2 separate regions of the Gasterosteus aculeatus genome follow, and region 1 is linked to region 2. A link is a contact called in public Hi-C data. All regions are on one chromosome and are shown on one strand. The core of a region is the stretch at or near the end of the contact, and the rest is flanking DNA. Distances in the headings are between cores, read along the strand shown.

Region 1 (6,073 bases), core at 3,281-5,780, 38 kb before region 2:
TGTTATTGTCACCCATCATTTCTTAACACACAATTGAAATGATTAAGAAATAAATTATTGTTTTACATTTAAATACTTGCCTGGCATTTCTCATTTTAATGCTGTATTTTATTAAAAGCTGCCGGGAAAATATATTCTATATATAGTTGCCTAGAAATAATAAGGATGTGAGGTTCCTAGAAGTGATTTGAGTTTGTACTCAAAACAACTATTTGGATCGTTCGTGCCTGCATAACCTTCTGTGTTTAAGTTCCGTTTGCATGCGGGGGATCCAAACAACGCTTGTATTGGCACCATCAGCTTGACGTCGCTGTTACTGGAGCAATCTCCTGCGGCGCATTCGGCTGTGATTTCCGATCCCGAGCCGCGAATCCCCGTTTCCCTTTGAGCCCGTCCTTGTGTCCGCCGTCCTCTCTGCTGTCCTTCAGCGAGCCGCCCCTTGTCCCCGCCGCTCGCTGTGATCCGTCCACCGGGGAAGGCGGGATGGATTGTCTGAAGGGCTGTAACTGAAGCAGCCGTCTGCATAGTTTGTCTAATCTTCGTATGAACCCCGCTGTGTGGTCTCCCGGCTCTTTTGATGTGCACTTGTGTCCTGCTGCATCGCCGGCAGCGACGTGCAGGGGTCAGGATGGTGAGGTAGTTTTCCTTTTTTTTAAATTTTTTATTATAAGTTATTGGTAATGTGAATGCTGTTTACCAAAATCTTTAAAACGTTAAATGGCATTGTTGGTCAGGCTGGCAATCGAACATATTATTTATATATATATTATTTATATATATATATATATATATATATATATATATATATATATATATATATATATATATATATATATCTATCATTTTCACATCTAGTCTGACCCTGTTAAAACCCTGAGTCTTCGCATTGAACATTTGAAGAGAAAAAGGCCGTAGGGCAATAGATGCAAATATGAAGTGTGGGTTCTTGGCTTTTTCTTGTGTTTAATCGAAAGTTCTACAACAGTTTTTAATGTTTTCCATCCAGTCTTATCCAAAGCGTGAATTCTCTGAATGCCAGAAGAGAGAAGAACAACACTTGTGTTGTGTGAGAAGTGTTTGAGTATCAGATAAAAATATTATATCGGTTATGTGTAATAATACAATTTAGAAAATTATCTGGAAAAGTTATTGTGAGGCAATTAAAGAAAACCAGTGTTTGCATCTTTGATGACCGTTTTGACCACTTTTTCTTCTAAGTCCTCAAATTCGTTGGTCGGTCTGACTAATCACGACATCTCAAGATCTTAGACAACATTTTACAATCGAACCATTTTGACAAAAATAAGAAGTAGGCAAATCTTCTTAACATAACAAAACGTATTATCCTCTCTGAGGACAGCGAAGTCCCACCGTACCCGATCCATCATGTGACCTCGATTAGCAGCACGTACGGCGTGAGCGAGGATGGATGACTGCCATGTTGGACCCATGACATCCTTATTTATAATTTCTGCAGTTTTTCAAAATGACCTTGTCTCTGTGGCGCTCCACGGCTGACGACTAAGGCCGCGTCCACGACAAAAATAGCACTCTGTGTTTAAAAACCCCCGCAAGGGGCCCGCGTTGCTCCAGGTACCGGTGTGGAAATGAAATATGATCCGACAGGTTTAGTTTGAGGCCCACATCAATGACTGAAGGCTCATCACACACCCAAACAGGTGGTTCTAATACTTTGTATTTAACGTTGCAAACAAGCTACCAGGAACATACTTTCTTTTCTTATTTATTGTTTCTAGCCACATTACGTTAATGAGCCTGGTTTGTTAAATTAGTCTTGCTTCCCCTTTCGGTTGTATTATTCAGAACGTCAAGGCGCTGTTGCTGTGAGGAGGAGGAGGAGGCGGCGTCTATTGTAAATATTGTACTAAAGTAAATAGTGACGCGGATGAATACTAATACACTTGTCTGTGTACCGTATTCTCCTCTGAAACGCATCTAACGCCGGAGACTAGAGGTGTTAAGGACAACGCGTGAATGATTGCTGCCCTGTGGAATACTTTGGAGGCATTTTCATGCTTTTGAAAGTTTCATTCATTCTGAGCAGTAAAGAAAAATGTCTTTCAAGGACGTGTCTCCCCCCTTTGTGTTATTAACAGTATAAATTATAGCTCTCCTTTTCAGTCGTTCTATGTGCGTCTAGCAGAGAGAAGATGGCTCAGTGACTGGCAGTTTTCACTCATTCTTTATAAAAAAAAATGTTCTACTGCTAATATTTCACCAGTTCCTTCTGCTCACTCACTCATTCAAGAGATGACTCCTGGTCTTATCTCCGACGAGCAGAATGGACACCCGCCCTCTCGCTGGATGGGTGGCTGATTTGTCCCGACCACATTGAGTCCTTGGGGCTCCGTACAGCTCCCTCCCTTCAACTTTGTAAAAAGGTGGCGTTTTAAAAGTACACATTTCTTTATGACACTTTTTTTTGTCGACATTTTGTGAGTGACAGAAAGAGGTAAGAACATAATACTGTATCAAGAAAGCTTCTCCGAACTCTTGATGCTCCACCCTTCTGTCTACATGCTTAGTGTTTGGCATAAAACGTGTATTTCAAAGATGCATCATAGGTACAACTGTCTCTTTGAACATGTAGAAAAGTGTTCTTATGTAATTTCTCTAAAGTCTGGGAAACAGGCGAGGAAACGCGTTGTTTGCATTAGAAAAATATGTGAAATTCTGAAGAATAGATTTGTTGGTTGATTTTTTGAATCTGCAGGTTTTCCAAAGCCAACAAAATTGTTATTCCTATGAACATGAATATACCAAACTTTACTCTCTGAGCTGTCCAGCTTTACCCCATGTTATTAAAAAAGAAAAAAAAAAAGCACTGGCCCTCTTTTTTTGTGGTTAATTTACAATATTTTGCTTTGAGTAACTTATTTTAATCATTAAGTACAGAAAATCAAGTGTGATTGTGTTCCTGTGGCAGCATGTGGACCTCTGCGATCTGAGCGTGGGTGAGCTACTTGCTTTCAGACGAACACGACTTCAACTCTGGTTCGTTCCTTTTAAAGCCAAACACAGAAATTGCTTCAATTTTCATCCGTCCGCGCTCTAAAGACTCGGTGCTTCCTCCACTTTAGCCGACGTCGGCCCGTTCAGTTGCTCAGGAAACTTAAGGAACCGGAATGGAATTCTATGAACCAAAGGTGGATTTGCTTCAGACATTTGTCTCGGTATGATACTTGAAGGATTTTTATACAGTGCAGCAGTGCAATCCTGCTTTCTACCTTCATCACGTACCTCATTAGTAATTCCTTACACCTGATGTTAAGCTGCTTTAACATTCAGTTCACCGGGTGAATGATCAGGTGTATTTTTCTAGGTGAAAGTTGTTTTAATAATGAGCCCTTTCTGCCTGCTTATTATGATCTTATTTGCGTTTGAGTCTTTCATTAACATACATTTGTATTTTTTCTTCTCTCCTATGTCCTGGCCCCTGTGATGAAACAAACAGGTAAGACAAATCTTTTCTCACTAAGTGATCAGAACACTGTCTCCAACTCCAAATGCCCTGATACCACTAGGGGGCAGCATGAGCTAAAAGTTGCGTGACCACTGAGGAAGTAGAAAGCTCCGCGTGGCCCTGCACCTTCACCACGTTAGTATGCAAACGGGGTCCGTGCTTTGTGGCTCCGTCTGCACAACGTGTGTTTACTTTGGCCTGTTTGAGCCATCGTGGCCTTTTCGGGTTTAAAAGGAATCCGCCGTGCTGGTTCAGTATCTCGTTGCCACACTTTAGAGAAATCATGGACGCCGCCCAATCACTTTTTTCTTCTTTTTTTTTTCCACGGAAGTCTGTCTGACTCCTGCAGTGCACATCTTTGCCTCTCGCAGGAATTAGTATTTATAAGTGGTTCCCGTCTCCCTCGGATGCATGTCTGCCGTTTTTTTTCCAGCACCAACCCCTTCCCCTACTCATTTTCCACATGCAGACACTCTCGGCTAAGAGCTTTAATAAATGTTCAGGTTGTTATGACGACTGTGAGTGCGGCCTTCAATGCTACATTAAGAAGGAGAAGCGCTCTCAGTGCTGCACATCGCTTCAGGTTTAATGCAATGCTGATTGTACACACAATCCCTGCAAGGCAAATCCCGAAAGATCCAAAGGTCTCTGTGAAATGGCTTGAATTTGAACGCAGCAATCTACATAATAAAATCCCAGCCTCCTTCAAATATATCAAATGCACCCATACTTTGGTGGCTGTTTTTTTTTTAAAGCCATCTTGTAGATTCTTGTGATAGTTTGTCAAAGCCATAAACGGTCATGTAACAAATTCAGCAGTATTCAGCAGTGCTCCTTGGCAGATGTTTCTTGACATCCAAGGACACAAGTACCGTTGACTGATACACATCGCTCTTCAATCTAATCTAAACGTGTTTTCCCTGTGACCGTTTCTCTCTCTGGTAGAGGAAATGCTGTATTACAGTTTGTCCTTCAGTCACTTTGCACGCGGGTGTGGAGGTGGAATCTATCGGCCTCGGGTGTGGCAGAGTTTAAGGGGAAGCAAGTCAGCACATGCAAAGCAGCTCCGACCGCGCTCGGCGTGAAGATAATTGAGGACCTTGTGCTGCATCGCTGCACCCTGATTTTTGCGTGGCGGTGTGCGTTCAAAACTGGCCTCTTTGTTTTTTCACTGCTTCTGTTTCCCTGCAGGAGGGTGGGGGGGGGGCGCTGTAAGGCTAGTCTGCTACAGTTTGTCCAGCGTTTCATTTGTGTGGAGTGGAAAGGGTGTATACTTTATGGTCCGCTTAGAAAACGTCCAGGTAGTTTCTTGCACATTTTCAGTCTGTTGTTCAGTCTGAGAGATTCATCTCTCTAATTTAGTTGAAACAATCAATCGTCCACGGCCGTCGACTGGCAGCAGTGGTCCCCGTATGTATTCTCCCTCCTCGGGACAGTTTGGCCCTCCCGTCTTCCGCATAAGAGAGAATCTCATTTGAGCATCGCGTATTGATTCTTGCGTTCAACCGACTGCCCGAGGTCAAAGAACACAGACTTTTGGCTCGGCGTGAAGGAAAATAAGTTTCAGAGTGCACGAGGCCTGCGCAGTAGGCGGGAGCGTGGAATGGAAAAGTGCCGGACCACAACGAGGATGTCACCAGTGATCTTTCTGTTGCCGCAGAGACCAATTTAAATAAAAATTCAGTGACGTGCCTTTGTGTTCTAAGCCCACGCTTATTTTATGTAAGTATGCCGATTTGTGTCCGCAGGGCTTAGATGTGGTTTTGTCTCAAATGAAAGCGGTTAATACCTTGTTTTCTTGTATGAAAAAAGTAGAAAAATCTTTTTCATCATGTTTTTCGTTGAAAATGACCAAACGTCTGGTTTCAGCATCTCTCTCTTGTCTCAATCATGAACTGGATCGTATTAAAACCTTTTTAGTTTTTAGAAGTTTTTTCTTAAAGTAGAAAAAAAGAATTATGCCGGTCATAATATAAATACAAAAAAGTTGCCATTCCTGGATGTTCAAATGAGCAGGAACTAATTATCCAAGGTCATAACCAGTGAGAGTGCTCCATTTTCTCTCAGTCCCCCAACAGTTAAGCTCTGTTTGTTTCATATAACGATGAATTGAATATTTACCCCCATGCAGTTCCCTGCAGATTTTGTTTTTTGATTAGCAATTCATGGCCCCCTCAATGCATTTTAACCAGGCAATCAATATTCTCTCCTCGGATGAGGGGGAGGGGGTGCTGGCAACGCTGTTGGGATTAATTTACAGATACAAAATGGAAAAATCAATGATGGGATCCTCACACAAGATGCTCACATACGGGATCACTCAGGAGTTTTGTTTTTGTTACAGCTGCAGTGTGTCGGTAGTAGTTGTTATATTACTGTGATGGATGACAATGAAAGAGTTTCCGTGGCCACATTAGGTTTTCCTGTTTCTTCATCTGACTTGGCAGCAACATCCGCAGACTCCAATTCAAACGGAGCTCTGATGTAATTAGCTACACCTCATTACTCTGCCTTTTACCCCTCCCACTTGTTTACCATTAGTCCAGTGGGAAAAAAACAGCTATGTAGGGGACAGACTTCCTGTTCCGC
Region 2 (5,695 bases), core at 2,259-4,758:
GTGGCGTCACAAATAAAGTCACCTCAATGAAGTGCTCTAGCCGCCGCCATCTTCACGTAGTGTGGCTTCCTGCCAGAGCTGCTGAGCCGCCGTGACAAACGGAGAGGGGGGGGGGGGGGTTCTCCCTTTGTCACACAGGCTTTGGTTCGGGTTTGTTATTCTGGATCCATGTCTCATTTTCTCATTTATTCCAAATGACTTGCTCCGAGTCCTTCTAAGGATCCGTGTCTCTGTCCCGCTCCAGGCCCCCACAAGCACCAGAGCGCCGTGACGTGCCTGCAGTTCAACAAGAACTTTGTTATCACCAGCTCGGACGACGGCACGGTCAAACTGTGGGACCTGAAGACGGGCGAGTTCATCCGAAACCTGGTGACGCTGGAGAGCGGCGGAAGCGGCGGCGTGGTGTGGCGCATCCGGGCCTCCAACACCAAGCTGGTGTGCGCCGTCGGCAGCCGCAACGGCACGGAGGAGACCAAGCTGCTGGTGCTGGACTTTGACGTGGACATGAAGTGAGGGGGGGGGGGGGGAGGAGGGGACAGCGAGAGGGGAAGAAACAGAGCGGGGACGGGAGACGAGGCGCCTAGAAACCGGAGAGCCAAAGCCCAGAGAACTCTGCACCATCCACCACCACCACCACCACCACCCGTCCTCCACCCATCAACTCCCGGGCCCCTTTGGGCTAAATGTTACTGACGGAGCCACAGACCCTCAACCCCCCCCCCCCTGCCCACCCACCCTCACTCTCTCTGCCACCAGTTAGCGGTGGAGCCGGAGGGGATCGAGGAAATGAGGCGGTGGTGGGGGTGGGGGTGGGAGGGGCCTGAGCGATCTGTCCCGATTGGCTGGGAGGAAGACGAGAGGAAGAACGGACTGACTGAGAACGACGGAGCTCTTCTGAAGGGACTCTCCGCCCCTTTGTTTTGGGGTCCGCTTTGCACAGAGACTTGGTTTCGCGCAAGCCTGACATATTTTGAGATGTACAGAGATATATTATTTTTTAACCCCCCCCCCCCCCCCCCCCTTCCCTCTCCCATCAACACAAACGCGCACACACACAGAACACAAAGGCCAACCGAGAGACATTCACTGTAGGAAAAGATTGCGGCAGGTGGGAGGCGTTTAAAGGTACATTTCCACACACAGACACACGGTTGCACCTGAGGAGCTGCGATTGTCATTCGGCTCCATTCACGTCACTGTTTCCGTTCTTATTGTTCTCCACTCGGTTTTCTTTACAATATCGCACACAAACACAACTGTGAATTTCAACATCTTCTTGGTTCATCACATGAAAGGTTTTTTTTTGTTTGTTTTTTTGTTTGTTTTTTGCGGTTGCCAACAGCAACAAATCCCAGTATTAATAACCTGTTTAGGTTTGCTGTCATTATGTCACAAGGGTTTTTCCTCCTCTTCTTTAATTTGAGTTGTTTGTTCTTCCTCCTTTTTCTAAATACCTGAGTTTAGAGCTCCGTCTCCTCGCAAACGTCAGTGCTGTCCAGAGAGTTGCAGTCTAGCCGGGGAGGGGGGGGCAGGGCAGTAGTGGGGGGAGCAGTAAAGGGTCTTCGCTCAACGTGCTGTAGACTAATGCCCCTGACCCCCCCCCCCCCCCCTCTCGCCCTCCCTCCCTCCCCCTCGACCGTTTTCCCCCAGTGGCCAAACTGTATTTATGCTGCTAGAAGAATGGAAACAAGAGAGAGATGGAACTTTTACTTGCTGCGACGTTTTAGTCCCAGGCAAAATTCCAAATTGAACTCTATATGTTTGGACTTTAAGGAACAAAAGATCACAAAAGATAACATCCAACTTTTCTGTTTTATTTTGTTTGTTTTTTGCCACTGAAACTTGAGCCAAACGTGCCTCTACGAGGCTGAGAGGAGGGAGCGCGTCCGACGGACACCGGCGGGATCGCCCGCTGTGAGGAAAGCGAGGGGGATGGGCGCTGTTGGCGTGTGCGTGCATGAGTGCGTGTGTTGGCGTGTTAACGGGCAACTTGCAAAACACATTCCTTTGGGGGAAACGTACAAATGCAACGGGCCGGCAAAAAAGAAGAAAACAAACTAGCAGATGTATCGATTTTTAACACGTGAATGAAAGAACTGTCCGTATTTTGTGTGCGCGTGTGGGTGTGTGTGTGTGTGTGTGTGTGTGATTGTTGTTCAATTCAAAGATGTCTGAAGCAACAGAGGAGGCCATCACGAGCATCGACCGACGGGAGTCTCAGTGTTACATGTGTCGCAGTCGGAGCCTCGAGGATCGTCAGTGGCAACAAACGTGAACAGAAACATTGTAGCCAAACGAAAAATGGTCTCAGTGTCCAAGCGTCACAACTCAAGCTGAACTGTGAAAGTGGTATAACACTGTATATTAAAAAAGAAAACAATCTTGCTCTATCTCCTCTCGTTGTTTTCTTCTTCTGTTTTAATTTATGATCTGGTTTGAGAAATCAGATTTGTTGCAGGTGTTTTATTTTTTTTTCAGTTAATGTAAACTGCCTGGCAAAAAAGAAAACAGACCTTTAAAGGGATTGTGTATTTGTTTGATTCACTTAGAATTTTATTTTCTTATAACTTAAGTGCAATAAAATGTGGGTTTTTCTTTTTTCATTTCAAGCATATCGGTTGTCTGTTTTTGTTACCTGTGTGAAGGCATCTTATATGTTCAATAAAGCAAATTATTTGGTTAATTACATCAAATTACATTGCAGGTTTTTTAGAGACCCAATTGAACATCCACCCTCACATTCAGAAAAACCTGGTAATGTTTATGGGGTAGAATTCTTTGTCAGTTCAACTCCCCCTGGTTTGATTTAAAAAAAAAAAAAAACATGGATCTCCTCAAATAGCAAAAGCTCACAACCTCCAGCAAGCTCAGTCTCATTGCAACGCTCCAATATACGACCTGGAGATGCAAATTTGGGCTTCGTGCAAAGAATTACATTACAGGTCATTAGTTAGTTAGCGTTAGCAAACGCTTTTATCCAAAGCGACTAACATTACATTTTTAAGACATGGCTTTTTTTTTTACATTTCTGGGCCAGGGAGCAATTAGGGGTGATGCGTCTTGCTCGGGGACACGTTTACTTGGGACATGGGGCAGCCGGGACTCGAACCACCAACCTTGCTTTGAAGGCATGTTCTAAAAACGTTGGCATCGGATCGTTGTGAGAGATGAATTCCCCGCATCAAATACCAAACCTTTTCTTAAAAGCGCCATTATGAGGATATACTTTAGGTAAACCGTTGTTTTCTTGGCACCAAATCTGAGTCCAGGTAACCTGAAGGGGAAGGAACATTGATCTCAGATATGCTCTTAATTCCCCAGAGAGCACATTGCTTTCGTGCTGCCCTACACCACGAAAGATGACCGAAGAGAATCACACCCTCTGGGGGGGGTTTCTTTCCCCCTTCCATCCACTCCGGTATCCGTCATGAGCCCATACAGCTCGCTGCAGCAGCGCTAACTGAGTCTGTGCCGCGGATTCCCTTTCTGCCTGTTGCCTAGCGATGGCTCGTCTCCGGCCGGGCCTCCGTGTGCCCTCGCAGCACAGGCGGCATTGTGAGGAAGCGGTGATGGCTGTACATCCTCACATGAATGGACGCGTGGGGGAGTTTCCACTTCGGTTGGCACGGTTACGCTGAGCGGCTGTTTGTTCCCAGGCCGGCGTTGGTGTGTGTAGGCAGCAGATCCGCTCCACTGGCTGCTCATGGAGGGTCTGCTTTACACGATCTTTGTGTTCTAGATGCGTTTTTTGATCTCGTAGATGGACACACAACGCTACAAATTCATGATTTTAGGGTTAAACCATTTAAATCGGCAACCACTTCAATGTAATAAATTCCTTGGTGGCAGCTTTTCTAATGTGCTGCTCGTTTTTGGACCATAATGGCTGTAAATGAAATACATTCCTACCTTTACATCCTTATACTATGAAGTTATGATTATTTCACAATTTGTATTACTGTGCATATGACACTGACCTTTATCACTTGGTTTTTAACTAATTAACTAATTTCTATACGTTTTTCACATTACAATAGCTTATGTCTTTGACATTTGAAAGTCATGGCTTTCTAAAATGCTGTAGACTTCATACACTACATCTACTTTTTGCAATACATTGTTTTATGACATACCAAGACAAGTACATGACTATAGAGGCACATTATGTCAAATCGTCATTAAAATAGCACAACATATATCTGGCATAGTCATAAAAGGGTGTTGTAAAGTAAATTGCAAGAAAACCCTAACAAGACAAAGTGTGATGGAAAAGGTTTGCTACATCTTTATTTGTTTTCATTTTTGTATAAATTATAAAACACTTATGGCATTGGACAGAATGCACATCGACATCGGGGAAGGAAGCGAGGGGATGCTTTCATCGACAGTCAGACAAACGCGTCTGAAAGTCTGGACGAGGTCGGATGGAAGCGGAGCTAAGCCTGCCCGGGCCCGAGGCTATTTCACCAGCCTGTTGACTCGTGGCTTTTGTCAACTGGCAGGAAATGTCAGGCTGCCCAGCAACTGTTGTGCCCACTTCTTTGAAGAGACCTGGCGCCATCCGTGCTTCCCAAATGAAGCAGCACTTGAAGAAAAAAAGTGTAAGTGGTTAGATGTCATAAGTCCCACAATTTCCTTCTTTTTTTTGAAAAAGTCATACCATAGTGTGTTGACTAATACCCACGAAAAGTCTATCCTATACTATACTACATATATGTACATTTATTTTAAAGTAATTGTATGGCAAGTCATGAAAAGCACATGCTAAGACATAATATGTAAAAAAAAAAGTATTTTCAAAATGTTTTTTGACCTCGCTTTTTCTGCCATTTTTTGACATTGACATATTTTTTTACATTTTTCCCATTTTTTAAAATCTTTTTTTGATAACATCTTTCCGACAAAACATTTTTTGTCCTAATATTTTTGGGACTTTTTTTTTTTTTACCTAAAATATTCGGAGATTTTTTGACTTGACAATTTGAACCTTTCAAAACATCTTGAATATTGAATAGTGTTTTTTACTTCTTTTTTTCCATGACATTTTTTGACCTAACGTATTTGAACTTTTATAAAATCTGTTTCTTACAGGTATGCTGTGACAAGATCATCTGGAGTAGGAGACACTGATGAATGCCCACTGGCAGGTCTTTAATGAACTTAATTCCAGGATGTGATGAATCATCTCCCTCCTTGAGGTTATTAGCCATTCATCTAACTTACGCTCACGGCCTCTATTGCTCTGCACTTTGCCTTGATGAATGAACGTCCCTCTCGCTGCTCTCGCCTCTTGAATGAACCGCGTGCGCCACCGAATCCTCCACCAACAAACGGCACGCCACGGACATGAGGGATCGAACAACGATGCTGCCCAGCAGAGCAGAATTTGATGGTACGGGAAGCATTTAAGGGGTTTGGCCGTCAAGATGAAAAAAGAGAGGAGGGAGGAGGGGTGGAGCTCCCAAACCTCATTCCATATCCCTCCATCTCTTTGTTCCGTAATCCTGCCCTGCAGCCTCGCGGCTCTTCTCATTGCCAGTAGATTCTCAAAGGGCCGTAGCATTAGCAGTGGTAGTGTTTCACGTCTCCGCTTAATCCTATTTTGGACCTTTTGTCGTAGCCCGAGAACTAAACAAAGGAGCACTTAATCTCCATAACCTCTTGTCAATGGAGGATGCCGAACGGACGTACAGTG

What was found. A called contact is a pair of places that touch in the nucleus more often than the background predicts.
Region 1: a contact with region 2 is called in a Hi-C map of skeletal muscle, with 2.5 times the contacts expected there. The contact joins two enhancer-like sites. A contact is called at or near these places in 2 of 6 Hi-C or Micro-C datasets (skeletal muscle and whole body).

The regions. Positions count from the first base shown.
Region 1 is chr9:17,473,043-17,479,115 of fGasAcu3.hap1.1, reverse strand. All of the region lies in intron 4 of fbxw7 (F-box and WD repeat domain containing 7), which reads left to right. Among protein-coding and RNA genes, the nearest start is that of LOC120824690, 17 kb to the right of the region's middle. Within about 2 kb of position 4,530, at least 3 of the 9 cell types and tissues checked have open chromatin away from gene starts, as enhancers often do.
Region 2 is chr9:17,434,319-17,440,013 of fGasAcu3.hap1.1, reverse strand. It overlaps fbxw7 (F-box and WD repeat domain containing 7), which reads left to right. Exons shown (of 14, transcript XM_078109169.1): 14 at 245-2,693. The coding sequence ends at 513. Among protein-coding and RNA genes, the nearest start is that of LOC120824690, 22 kb to the left of the region's middle. Within about 2 kb of position 3,508, at least 2 of the 9 cell types and tissues checked have open chromatin away from gene starts, as enhancers often do.